Linked DNA regions of Mus musculus: region 1 is linked to region 2. A link is a contact called in public HiChIP or PLAC-seq data. All regions are on one chromosome and are shown on one strand. Each heading gives the region's core, a stretch centred on a gene start, on an enhancer-like site or on the middle of the called end of the contact. The rest is flanking DNA. Distances are from core to core; before and after follow the strand shown. Region 1 overlaps Gnao1 (guanine nucleotide binding protein, alpha O). Region 2 overlaps Gm26843 (a long non-coding RNA gene).

Region 1 (6,426 bases), core at 3,577-6,076, 270 kb before region 2:
TCCCCAATCAGCTCCAGCCAGCTCCTGCCTGGCCCAGCGCTATGTCTCTTCCTAAGGGCTATCCAAAGGCCACTCTCAGATACAGTATGGATAGCAGCTCACTCTGTCTCTGATATAGTCCACAGTTTGGAGACCTCACCACCAAGTCTTTGTTAATGGCAGGTCCTAGGACTTCAGGAACATTACCACCAACCTCACAGATGAAGCTGCACATGGTTCAGCTCTGCTGTCTCATGATGGTGGAAGCACAGTGAAGGGCCTTGCTGATCCAGCTGAGATGTCTTCATCCCCAGGAGTACAAAAGCCAATTGCTCCCTTCACATTGTTAGGAGTTTGGATATTACCAAGAGACATAACAGTTCCTACTGATTTAACATCAACAGGCTTTCTCACAACATCTCAGGAAGGTCCACTTGGCCAGCACCTTGCAGCTGGTGAGCAGTGGGGCAGGCTCTGAGCAGGGCTGCACCTGCCACCTATACTACCCGCAGCTCCATTTCACAAGAATGGGGAAGGTGGAAGTGGGCCCATCAGAGCTTGGGAGATGCCTGGACTAGGGCCAGTGAGATGAACCTGGCCTTCAGTGCTTCTGGGTTTTCTCTTCTTTATGTAAACGCACGTAAATCAGAAGGATCCTCACAAAAAGACTCTGCCTTCTGACTTCTCAAAAACTGGACACACTGACCTGCCAGGTGCTGTGGGTGGGGTCAGTGCCCTTCTTCACTGTGGACCATAGGTTGGCTGGTATGCTGCCCCTGATGGCACTAGCCACACTTGCTGATAGAACGAGCCCAGCAGGAAGTGAGGAAAAGTGCTAAACCATTGACACATTATTTGTATTTTACTCTGTTGTCCTAGTAAACATGGGCAGGAGCCAGGAGAAGCCTACTAATCCAGAACAACTAGTGTGAGCCACGGTAGAAGCATGCTCCCATATTTCTTTTGATTTTGGCCTCATGGAGGACATCATGTAGTCCAAGGAACTGAGAAGATGCAGGAACAGACAAAAGAAGGCCTTGCACAGCTGGACATATGGCCACTGATCAGACACATGGAACCCTACTGACAATCATGTGGCTTCAACTGACAAGTAGTTCAGAAATGTTGGGTAGCCAGGTGTCAGGTTTTTTTTTTTCTTTCCATTTTTTATTAGGTATTTAGCTCATTTACATTTCCAATGCTATACCATAAGTCCCCCATACCCACCCACCCCCACTCCCCTACCCGCCCACTCCCCCTTTTTGGCCCTGGCGTTCCCCTGTTCTGGGGCATATAAAGTTTGTGTGTCCAATGGGCCTCTCTTTCCAGTGATGGCCGACTAGGCCATCTTTTGATACATATGCAGCTAGAGTCAAGAGCTCCGGGGTACTGGTTAGTTCATAATGTTGATCCACCTATAGGGTTGCAGATCCCTTTAGCTCCTTGGGTACTTTCTCTAGCTCCTCCATTGGGAGCCCTGTGATCCATCCATTAGCTGACTGTGGGCATCCACTTCTGTGTTTGCTAGGCCCCGGCATAGTCTCACAAGAGACAGCTACATCTGGGTCCTTTCGATAAAATCTTGCTAGTGTATGCAATGGTGTCAGCGTTTGGATGCTGATTATGGGGTGGATCCCTGGATAAGGCAGTCTCTACATGGCCCATCCTTTCATCTCAGCTCCAAACTTTGTCTCTGTAACTCCTTCCAAGGGTGTTTTGTTCCCACTTCTAAGGAGGGGCATAGTGTCCAACTGAGAAGATGCAGGAACAGACAAAAGAAGGCCTTGCACAGCTGGACATATGGCCACTGATCAGACACATGGAACCCTACTGACAATCATGTGGCTTCAACTGACAAGTAGTTCAGAAATGTTGGGTAGCCAGGTGTCAGGGATTCTTAGACCATGGTACCCAGAGAAACATCCTAATCTACACTCTAACTGTTAAGGCATTTGGAGGGATGGAACATATCAGCAGGAGACAGTGGGGGAGAACTGTTGTGCTAGACTCTCTGTTAACTAGAGGCCAATTTGGAGAGTTTTGGGGCAAGAGTCAAAGCCACAGACAGGGCTGAGGCGATCCAGTGTAGAATACTTGCTTAGCCTATATCAGCTTATATCCTAGCTCCACAAAATAAAACAAATCAAGTTGTAAATCCCAGCATCGAATCCTCATCACGCGGCACAGCACAGGAAATATGGCTTATGGAAGACCTACTCCTCCTGGTGGGGACCCAAGTCCTTCTGGTCAAGGCTCGACCTATGGACAGTAGGAGGCTGTTAGTCCCTGACCTCCTACCCAACCCTGTATGCTTGGCCTAGCTCTTTTGGAGCTAGTTCAGTTGGGAATGCAGCCCAAAGAAGGAAGTAAACTCCATCTATGGCTAAATACCAGCATGAAATGGAAAGTCAACGAAAGAAAGTTGAAAAGAACTTTGAGAAAAAAAATATAAATAAGGCATGAGCCTGAGTGAAAGAGAGCAGATCCTCTTTGTTTAGGATAAGGTGGGAGTAGGGGAGAGAGAGAGTAGCTCGGATCTATAGGGCTCACATCTCCAGTTCCCTGTTGCTTAGGAGGCCAAGCAATAGCAAGTTCATAAGTTGCAAACCTTAGCCCGAGGGTTGAAGGAGAACCAGAATGTGAGGGAAAAGGATTGATCCAGTTGTCCCAAAAGTAGATTGGTGGGTCACTTTCCTCAATACCATCAAACTAGAGGGAGTGAGAATCCCATGCCACCAGCTGCAGACTGCTGCTACTCAGGTCCCACAAACAACCACAGGGAACGCATTACTGAATGATTAAAGCCCCAGCAGAAGAGCAGTCGGAAACAGTGCACATGCTCAGTGCCTTAGGAGGCATATAACAGTATGACCAGACCATCCCAGTACCCAGAGAGCAATGCAGGACACATGCAGAAGATGTTCTACACAGTACAATACTGTCTTCCCAACTGCAGTACAAGGGTCTCTCCCTGCTGAGTTGTGGGTGTGAGGCCCTCAGGAACTAATGGGAATAAAACTTCCAAGTATACAGATATACTTCCAGGAGAATACAGAGAGCACATGTGAACAGAAAAAGCAATGATGTGCAGGGCAGACCCAAGCAGATCAGACTGGGCAGGCATATTGGGAGTTCTAGAAGAAAGAGAAAGTGATGGATGAGAGTCAGTAATCAAATAGCAAGCAGAAGTCCTAACTGAGAAAGCCTTGCGTGCAGACTGAAAAGGTGCACAGAATCCCAAGCAGAAGGACAAGGAAAGACACATACAATTCTTCAACTTAAGGATGAGCAAACAGCACTGTAAGAATGCAGGTTCACCAGGCATGGCAGAGCACTGTAAGACTCAAGAGTAGCTAGGCATGGAGGACAAGTTCTAGACTGTAAGCTACAGAGGCATGATGGTGAATGTCTGCAATCTCAAATTCTATGCTACATAGCAAGACCTTGTCTCAAAAATAAAAACAAACACCATGCCTAAACCACAAACAACAAAAAGCAAATCTAGGGCAGGGAGGCAGTCAGAGGCAGAGAAGCACCTACCTTAAAAAAAAAAATCAGGCCTGTACTGGAATTCTTTTCTGAAACATGACCAGCCAGAAGAGTAGAAAGCCATGCGGACTATTTCAGAAGGAACCAAAGCTGCCCATAGCGTTTGGCCAGCATTTTTAGGGCATAAGATCATGATCAATTCTTTTAGATATTACAGTCATGAGCCCTTATGCCTAGCTTAATTTATGTGGTGATTTGAATAAGGATAGCTCTCACAGGCTCACAGATTTGAATGCTTGGTCATTAGGGAGTGGTGCTAACTGACAGGGATTAGGAGGTGTGGCCTTGTTGAAGGAAGTGTGTCACTGGGGATGGACTTTAGGGTTTCAAATGCTCAAGCCAGGCCCAGTGTCCCTCTCTTCCTGCTGCCTTCAGATGTGGAACTTTCAACTACTTCTTCAGCATCATGTCTACCTGTGTACTGCCATGCTTCCTGCCATGACAATAATGAAGTCAACCTCTGACACTGTAAGCCAGCCCCAGTTAGATGCTCTCCTTCTTAAGGTTTGCTATAATCATGGTGTCTCTTCACAGCAATAGTGCACTAAAACAATTTAATAATATAGGAACAAGGTTCAGTCATGGCTTACACTAACTGTTCCAAACATCAGCTCTCTTATATTCCCAGACATTCCATTTATGGAAAATATTTAGATGCAAACAACAAATTCACCATAACAGATATCCCAACATGGGAGAAATGAGTGGGTCAGGATGCAGATGAGTAAGGATGTCTGCTCGCCACTCCTCTTTCCTAACTCTACATGGGCATTGACTCGGCTCTGAGAGAGCAGCCATACACAGAGACTGTATACAGAAAGGGCACACGGTGGAAGGCCCAGTTCTGCTCTGAATGTTGGTTAGATCTCCAACATCATGGGAAAAAAATGAAAAGAAAAATATTTAGTTCAAAAATAAGAAACACACTCTGGAGAAACCTAGAATCAAAAAGGAAACCAGGAAAGATATGGAAAACTATATAAGCATCATAAACCACTTCCCCAGGTGGACAGCAAAGTTTTTCCCAGAGGCAATACACACAAGAAGCAAGGAAGAACACAAGATCACAGACAAACGCTGTCAAAAGCAAAGCAAGATTCAAAACAGCAAAGGAGTGGAGGGCGTTCATAAATGCAAAAGACCTTAAACCAAGCAAAACAAGGTTTATTATGGGTGGTTAGGAGAAAGACAGCAAGCAGAACAAGGCCAGGAACAAGAGCAGAAACTCAACCACAGCTGTGGAAGAGATAACGTCATGGCAGAACAGTGTGTCCAACCCTCTGTGGCCGCAGACCTGAGAATCTGATGATCCTGTTGCCAAACATAACCTCCAAAACTGACTCAGCTCGAGGAATGTCTGAACAGACATGTCACCAAGAAAGAGCGGCCAGAGTGACCAGAAAATAAATAGATGTGTGTGTGTGTGTGTGTGTGTGTGTGTGTGTGTGTGTGTGTGTGTGTGTGTGTGTGTGTACAATAATATTATTTCAAAACTTAGATTTTTCAAAACTATCAAAATAAGCTAGGCAGGAAAGTTCATGTTTGTGATCCTAACACTTGGGAAGCTGAGATACGAGGATTGCTGTGAGCTCAAGGCTAGCTTAATAAAACTAAGATACTTACCATAATTTTGAGAATTTTCTTGTGAGAGGGGTAAATGATTCATTGTTGAGTAGTTACTTTAACTCCAGCCCCCTGTAAATTGTTTTATTGATTACAATGGTCTTTTGATTTAAACAATAGTGTCTTACGTTTCCTGAACTGCCAACCTGAACTGCCAACTTTAAGGTTATTTTATCTCTTACTTTGCACACAGAGAGACAGACCTTCTCTAAAAAGTCACAAAAGTAAAATCAAAACAAAACAAAACAAAACAAACAAACAAACAAATAAGATGTAGAGGCTGGAGAGCTGGGTCAGCAGCTATGAGTATTTGTTGTTCTTACAAAGGATGCAAGTTTGACTCCTGGCACTCATGTGGTGGCTCACTATTGCCTGTAACTCCAGTCCCAGGGGATCCAAAGCCTTCTTTTGGCCCCTGTGGGTCCTTAACACACATGGTACACATACATGAATGCAGGCAAAACCAAAATAATAAACAATTAAACTGAATCTAGTCAAAAATCAAAGGGAAAAAAATAATGTTGCGATTGACTGTCACTCTGGGATCATAGCGTGTTTATCAATATCATCCATGACAATCACCATGGGGTGCAGGGTGCAGGGCACGGAGTTCAGGGTCACAGCAATGGAGCAAAGCTAGTACTTCTTGGCAATGGTATTGAGGCAGGTAAAGAAGGACTGGATTTAATGCTGGTGCACACTCCAGGAATGAATGAAGGCACTCCAGGAATGAATAAAGGCACTCCATGAGGTCCCACTAATATGCACAGTTAATAATGCATGTTACATTTTTAAAAAGAAAAATTCTGACCATTTCTAAGTAAAAGCCAGACATGGAAACTATCTACTTATCCAGAATAAAAGCTAGCAACATTCAACAACTATGTTGTGAACAGTAATGGTCGTCACTATTGTTACTTATTATGATCTTAAAACTAACAAGAAAAGTAGGAAAATGGCACCAAATGTTGCAAAAATAATCTTAGTAAGGTGCTATTATTTAGTAATAATCTGACAAGGGGCTGGATCCAATATGAACACTCAAAAAGTGGAATAGTTTTATCTACTAGCAAGAAAAACTTAAACTATGGTAATTGCTTTAATTTAGCCATTCCACAATGTAGATATATTTTAAAATAACTTCTGTGTGATAAATACTATATAAATTTCTCAGTTAGAAATTAACTTTGGGCCATGGAGATGAAGAAATTTTAAAAATCTGAAGACACGGCTGGGTATGGTAGCATATGCCTTTAATCCCAGTACTTAGGAGGC
Region 2 (6,059 bases), core at 1,913-4,412:
CTCCGGCTGTATTTTGCTTCTCTTACATGCTCAGTGCACAGTGGGATAGAAGACTCAGCTTAGCACATTCTGATCACTTGCTGGCCCTTGCTTTTTTATGAGTCTTTTTTAAGTAGTCTTGTGGTCTTCTGTTCTTCTAGAGTTCGTGGGTGCTCAAGTATCCACGATGGTGAACTATCATCATTCAAAAGACTGTCGTAAGGAAGGAATGTCCCTTAAGTCTCCATCTTTTGTGTGCATCCCAGACACTCAGTAGTTTTGCTGCATTCATTGGAACATCAGAGGAAGAGTGTTTCATTACAGGCAAAAATAATAGTGTTCAAATTTCAGTGTCCATAAAGTTTTATTGGAACACAGGAAGTAGACAAAATATTCTCTTAATGAGATTACTGACCTTTTAATTGAAGAGCCACAGTTGTTTTGTTTTGTTTTGTTTTGTTTTTTTCCATTCATAGAACGCTCCCAAACTACTTCTATGACAGTTCACAGCCCAACTCATGAACATCCTGAGAACTGCAGGACTTCTGTTGGATGCTTTCCTCATCTGCTTATGTTGCCTCTTGAAGGAGAGGCAAGATAAATGGCTCAGAACTCAGGTCTTTGGCTGGGGCAAAGGAGCCACCCTACTGAAACATTCTAGTACAGTTTAGCAGAGAGTCGAGATTTCATATGACAGTAAAGGACCAGCAGAGTCAGATGGCAGTGTTCTGTTGGCCCTTTAGCTCCAAGCAGATGCTCGAGGCCCTGGAGGCTATAGATGCATAAAGTGAGCCTGCGGTGTGCCAGGTTTATAGACAAGATTTCTGCAAGGAAGCAACTTGCCTGAGAGAGGAGGGGAGAACCTTGAACACTTTCAGTCTTCATCTGCTTGTCTGTATTTAGCTCCAAGCGAGGGATATGAGAAAGGACCTCGGACTCACTCTCAAAACATTTCTAGTAAACCCAGGAGTTGTTACCTGCTGGGTCGATGGTGCGATTTAACAGGCAGGAGGTAAAACAGGAAGGATCTGAATTCTTTTTGCTAAACATACTGTCATCAGATCTGCTGCACTGACAGCTGCTGGTCTCCTGCCAGGTGACAGGTGTTTCCAGGGTCTTGTGCTAGACCTTGGATGGTGCCAACGCTCTGGAGTTGAGTTAGTTCATAGTCCACATGTATCTCAGAATACGCCGGGAGCTCACAGCTGATGGAGACTTGGGGTCTGACACTCCCCACTGCCTTCCTCTGTGACTTGGGATAATAATTCCTAATACTTCCCTGGGTCATTTTCCTTTTGTAAAATGCCCAAATCAGCCATTTTCAATCTTAGCTGCCCATTGTTACAGCCCAGAGGTTTGTTTGTTTGTTTGTTTGTTTTTAAAGTAATTCTGATATCTGAAGGTCCACAGCCAGTAAATCTGTGTTAAATGATAAATTTCCCACATCTTAGTAATTGATCCCTGACTTCTGGATTGGACATATGGCTTTGACCTTTTGATGGTGCAAAAAGTGATATATACTTAGTAAAAACAAAAACAAAAACAAAAAACAAAACCAAAAAATAGCCTTTTTCATTTCCGACCTTTTTTCAAGTCAATGATGGTATTTTCTTATCATGGTGTCAGACAAAGGAAATCAAAAATATTTTGGAGTGGCCTGTGTGGCTAAGTTGGCACGTTTGGTAGATCACATCTATGGAATAAACTTAAATTTATAGTAGTTCATCTAGCTCTAATTCCATTAACCTCTGTTTCCCTTATAGGCAGTGTTGATAGCCAGCAAGCCAGCCACATGACTGTTCTCAGAACTAAGGATACCCCAGCAATGGCTGTGTGATCCTTGGAGAGTCAGAAGGGCAGGGCCAGCTTACAGCTTTGGATTTACTCAGTAATTCAAGCTTCCGTCTCCAAGTGATGAAGACAATGAGCGTAAATAATACTATAATTGGACTAGGTGTGAAGAGACTTAAATGCTCCTTCCAGGTTCTCTGATCTGTTTAAATGTGTGATTGAAAAGTCAGCATTTCCCATCATGTGAAGGGGCGTGAATGTGTTCGGAAGGCTTCATACATGATGCAAGGGCAGCAGCCTGAGAAATCCTAGAGTCTGGCTGCTGCTGCTGAGGTCTTTCAGCTCTGATTCGGAGGTCCCCAGGGGCAATGATTCAGTCCCTCCTCCCCATGCTGGAGCCACTTGTTGACAGTAAGCTCAAGAGAAGTCACTGTTTGTAAGCTCAGCATCAGTGTCCCCCGAGAGTGCGGCCAGCTGGCAGCAGTGCAGAAAGAAGTAAACACATTTGACTTTTCTCTATTGACAATGCCGCATATGTGATGCTCAAGAAGACCGGATGTCTGTGTCAAGGCAGCAGGCTCACTGAGGCTTCGCATCAAGCCCAAGGGCAAGCCCAGTTCTTGCTAGGTTTACTGTGTATGTTGGTCCAAAGGTAGGTAGCCAGACGCAGCTATTGCCCGGAACCCAGTTCAATCCCTGGAACAGAAAAAAAAAAAAAAAAAAAAAAAAAAAAAAAAAAAAAAAAGAAAGAAAGAAACATCTTTAGAGACTGTCTCTTCAGATCAGCCCTCCAGAATGGCCACCTCGATGCTGGAAGAATCCAGAGCTAGCATAATGAGCAGAGATTAGCAGATTGGAAGCAGGTTTCCGGGCTGAGCTCCGAGCCTGCCCCTGACATGGAGAGATCTTGCCGGCAGTGCCTCTTCTCCACCACATAGCACGTGGCAACTTAGCGGCAATGAAATTCATTGTGCGCAATGGAGTGTCAGTTGCTTACTGCTAATGGATGATTTCAAATGGGGAGAAAGATTTATTCAGTAAGTCAAGCATACGTTTCCAAGAGAAGATAACTGGGAGTAAAAACAATTACATGGTTAAACGGGAAATTTTAAACACATCTCCCAAATTCTCCATCAGTCTGTGTAATTTGAAAGGCTGTGGGGATTTGGTTCAGCAAATTATTAATCGAGATTCTTTTCTTTTCCCTGTCTGGTAGCCATTTCAACATGCTAGTGATGGGTGTGGAAGAAACAAGGGGCAGGAGTTTGGCAGCCTCTTGCAGTCCCGAGGCTTGGATTTCTTGGGATTTAGTAGGCTGTCCTTGTGGTGGTCAGAGAGGGCTCAGGAATACTTTGCTGACATCAGGCAAGAATCCAGAGCCCTGCTCAGAGCGCCTTCAGAGGACATCTGGCCAGCTTCATTGTGACAGTGAGGTCCAGATTAGGAAAGGATCACACGAGGGTCGATTGCGGGGCTCTTTGCCAGGCCTCGCCACTGTTGTTTCTACGGAGTGGGAATACTAACACTGGCCTCAGTGAGATGTGCCAGGGAAGAACGGGAATAGGAAGGAGATACATTTAGTCCCTGGAAAGGTGGGGAAGGATTTGCCACGTACTTATTTACATTCATTCTGTGAGGATCCCACGTCTTTTACCACCTTACCAGCTGTGCCTACAGCGAGGTGAGGCTCCTGGTTCCCTGTCCCCCCTGCGTTGAGCACAGGCATAGGCAGACACAGCCCCTGACATTTTCCTTGATGGTGACAGCTGGTGAGACTTTTGACTAAAGGCATAAAGAGCAAGCAGCAAAGAACAGTTACTGTGTTAAAAGCAGTTTAAAAAATGTGCTGCACCATCTGTTTGGCCACAGAGGTTTTGTGGGGCATGCGTGGGGTTGGGGGGGGAGCCTCATCTCCCACTTCTGGGTGTCACCTTGGTCAGGGCCAGCAAGGAGAAACTTTTCCAAGACTGCAACCTTTGTCTTTTACTTACCTCAGCCTCTCTTTCTGCTCCCCATGCAAAGCCTCATCTTGGTTTTTTGAAAAGACATTTTCTCAACTTCTTCAACTGCTGATGAAGTACCAGATCTGTAGATCGTAGTGGATTGGCTCAAAGGTGGGCTTTTGCTTTCAGCATTGATTATGTAAGCTGGCACACTGTAAGAGAAATAGGACTTAGGATAGTATCTTAGCTGAGGACGGAGCTCCGTGGTAGAGCACTTTGTGTACAAAGCTCTGGGTTCAAATCCTAGGCTTCACTCTGTGTTTTCTTTCACATCTTAAAGTAGTCCACCTTTTTTTCCTGCTGACATTTCTTATTAAACTCACATCTGGTATATTTTTCAGTTTTGTTTTATTTTGTTGTTGTTGTTGTTAAAAAATTATAACAATACGTGTTCTAATTAGTTATCTCCGTGTTACACGGAAACTATTAATGTTGTTTGCTAATTTCACACACACTTCTTTTGATGAATTCATGTTTAATTACATGAATATCTTGGCGCTTGTATGTTTTTGATGTAGGTCATTATACTGATTGCAAATATCAACAGCTTTGTCTCTTTCTGTTGAGTGTTGAATTTCTTATTTCCTTCTCTTGTCTGTCACTGAGCAAGCTTTGAGTACAACATTAATAAGTAGCAGTGCTTCTGAGCATCTGCTCTGATCCTGTCTCCAGCTATCACCTGTGCTGTGAGTCCAGGGCAAACAAGCGTCGTTTGTTGTTTCAATAAAAAAAAAAGTATTAAAAGTTTATCAAATTTCAGCGTGTTAAAATCATTCGCTGAGATGATTTTAGTCTATTGAGTCACCTGGATTGTTTTTTAATTTTGTATTCGCCTTACATCCTGGCTCTAATAAACTACTGGTTTTGATTTTCTGATGTTTTATGTAGGGATTTTATATGTTTACTCCTAAACAAAATGGTGTCTTTCACCCCATATCCACTGCCTTTTCCTTGTCTAGTTTTGGTACTTCGTTGTGCTAGACACATGAAATGAACTGAGTAGCCTTTATTTCCCTGGTATAGTGCAGTGAATGGAATTACAGCTTTCTTGAATGTTTGGTAGAATAGGACCATTAACTCTTCCCATCTGTACACCTCAGCGTGGGATGGGTGTGGGTAGACCCTCTCTTGTTGCCATGGCTTTGACTTATTGTTCTTTGATGGTGGTCTTTCTCAATTTTCTTGGTGTACTGTTTCCCAGAAAGCTTTCAAATCATCTACACATGAAATGTTTTTGTGTAAATTAGTATGCACTCACTCTTGAATTAAAAAAAGAAATATATTTTGAGGCCTCAGAGATTCCTATTAGCATTCCTATTGTTTGCCTAACAAAGCAATGGTGAAGGGTGCATTGCGAAGACACCATATACTCATGCAGAGACTCTCAACTGGACACAGTGCTGCAGAGACTAAGTGGCTGTTGAGTGATCCATCCTACGTGGGGGCATCTATATCATGTCCTTCAAGGTCCAGGGACCATCATGAAAGATAGATTGTTAGAGCTGGAGGACAGGTAGGAGAATCGGGAACACTGTCTTCTGAATAGGACGTGGCCATTGCCGCCATCAACACACACACAGCAGCTGTGGGTACTGGTGAAGGACCAAACACACACACACAAGCACACATGCACACATGTAAATGTGACATAGAAGTGGGAGGGGGACTGGTTGGGAAGTAGGAAGTCAGCATGTATGGGAAGACATAAGAGGGTAAGGGGGTGCCTGCTATGATCACTGTGACCACAATACATGGTTTACATTATGGCATTGTCAAGAAGTTGAAAAATTGGTATTGGCAATAGCATAACAAAATCAATGAGGGCTTGGGAAGATGGCTATCCAAATGAAGTGTTGGTGAGTGTGAGAACCAGCTCCCAGAATCCATGAAAAAGCCAATGACTTTGATGGAAGGCAGAAACAGGGACTTCTTAGGGCAATTTGGCTAGTCAGACTAGAAGAGACAGAAAGCCCTAGGTCCATCAGGAGACCAAATCTCAGTATATGCAGCACATGACTGAAGAAGACACTCTTGGGTGTCCACACCTATATTCATATGGGTGTACATGTATATGTGTGCCCCCACGTACATACAACACACATAGGTGAACATGTATACACACATATATACATAACAATCCTAAATGGCACACTGAATTGTGTAAGGGGGTAAGTTGTATGCTATATGAATTTCTAAATAAAAATGAATCTTTCTAAAATAAAAATATCTTGCCTGTTATACCCCTTTACTTCATCCTAATGTTGTTTTATTATCTTCCACCCTATT

The links. HiChIP or PLAC-seq counts read pairs in DNA pulled down with a chosen protein or histone mark.
Region 1: an H3K27ac HiChIP or PLAC-seq map of heart atrium shows a contact between it and region 2, with 6 read pairs. The contact joins two enhancer-like sites. A contact is called at or near these places in 1 of 484 Hi-C or Micro-C datasets (cerebral cortex) and 4 of 115 datasets of contacts at active chromatin or transcription factors (astrocytes, embryonic stem cells and heart atrium).

What each region holds. Positions count from the first base shown.
Region 1 is chr8:93,869,876-93,876,301 of GRCm38.p6, reverse strand. All of the region lies in intron 2 of Gnao1 (guanine nucleotide binding protein, alpha O), which reads right to left. Among named protein-coding and RNA genes, the nearest start is that of 4930488L21Rik, 60 kb to the right of the region's middle. Within about 2 kb of position 4,826, at least 26 of the 459 cell types and tissues checked have an H3K27ac peak or open chromatin away from gene starts, as enhancers often do. A contact at or near this core is called in heart atrium, where this site is marked.
Region 2 is chr8:93,596,129-93,602,187 of GRCm38.p6, reverse strand. The region is part of intron 8 of Gm26843 (a long non-coding RNA gene); the gene reads left to right. Among named protein-coding and RNA genes, the nearest start is that of Ces5a, 63 kb to the right of the region's middle. Within about 2 kb of position 3,162, at least 49 of the 459 cell types and tissues checked have an H3K27ac peak or open chromatin away from gene starts, as enhancers often do. A contact at or near this core is called in heart atrium, where this site is marked.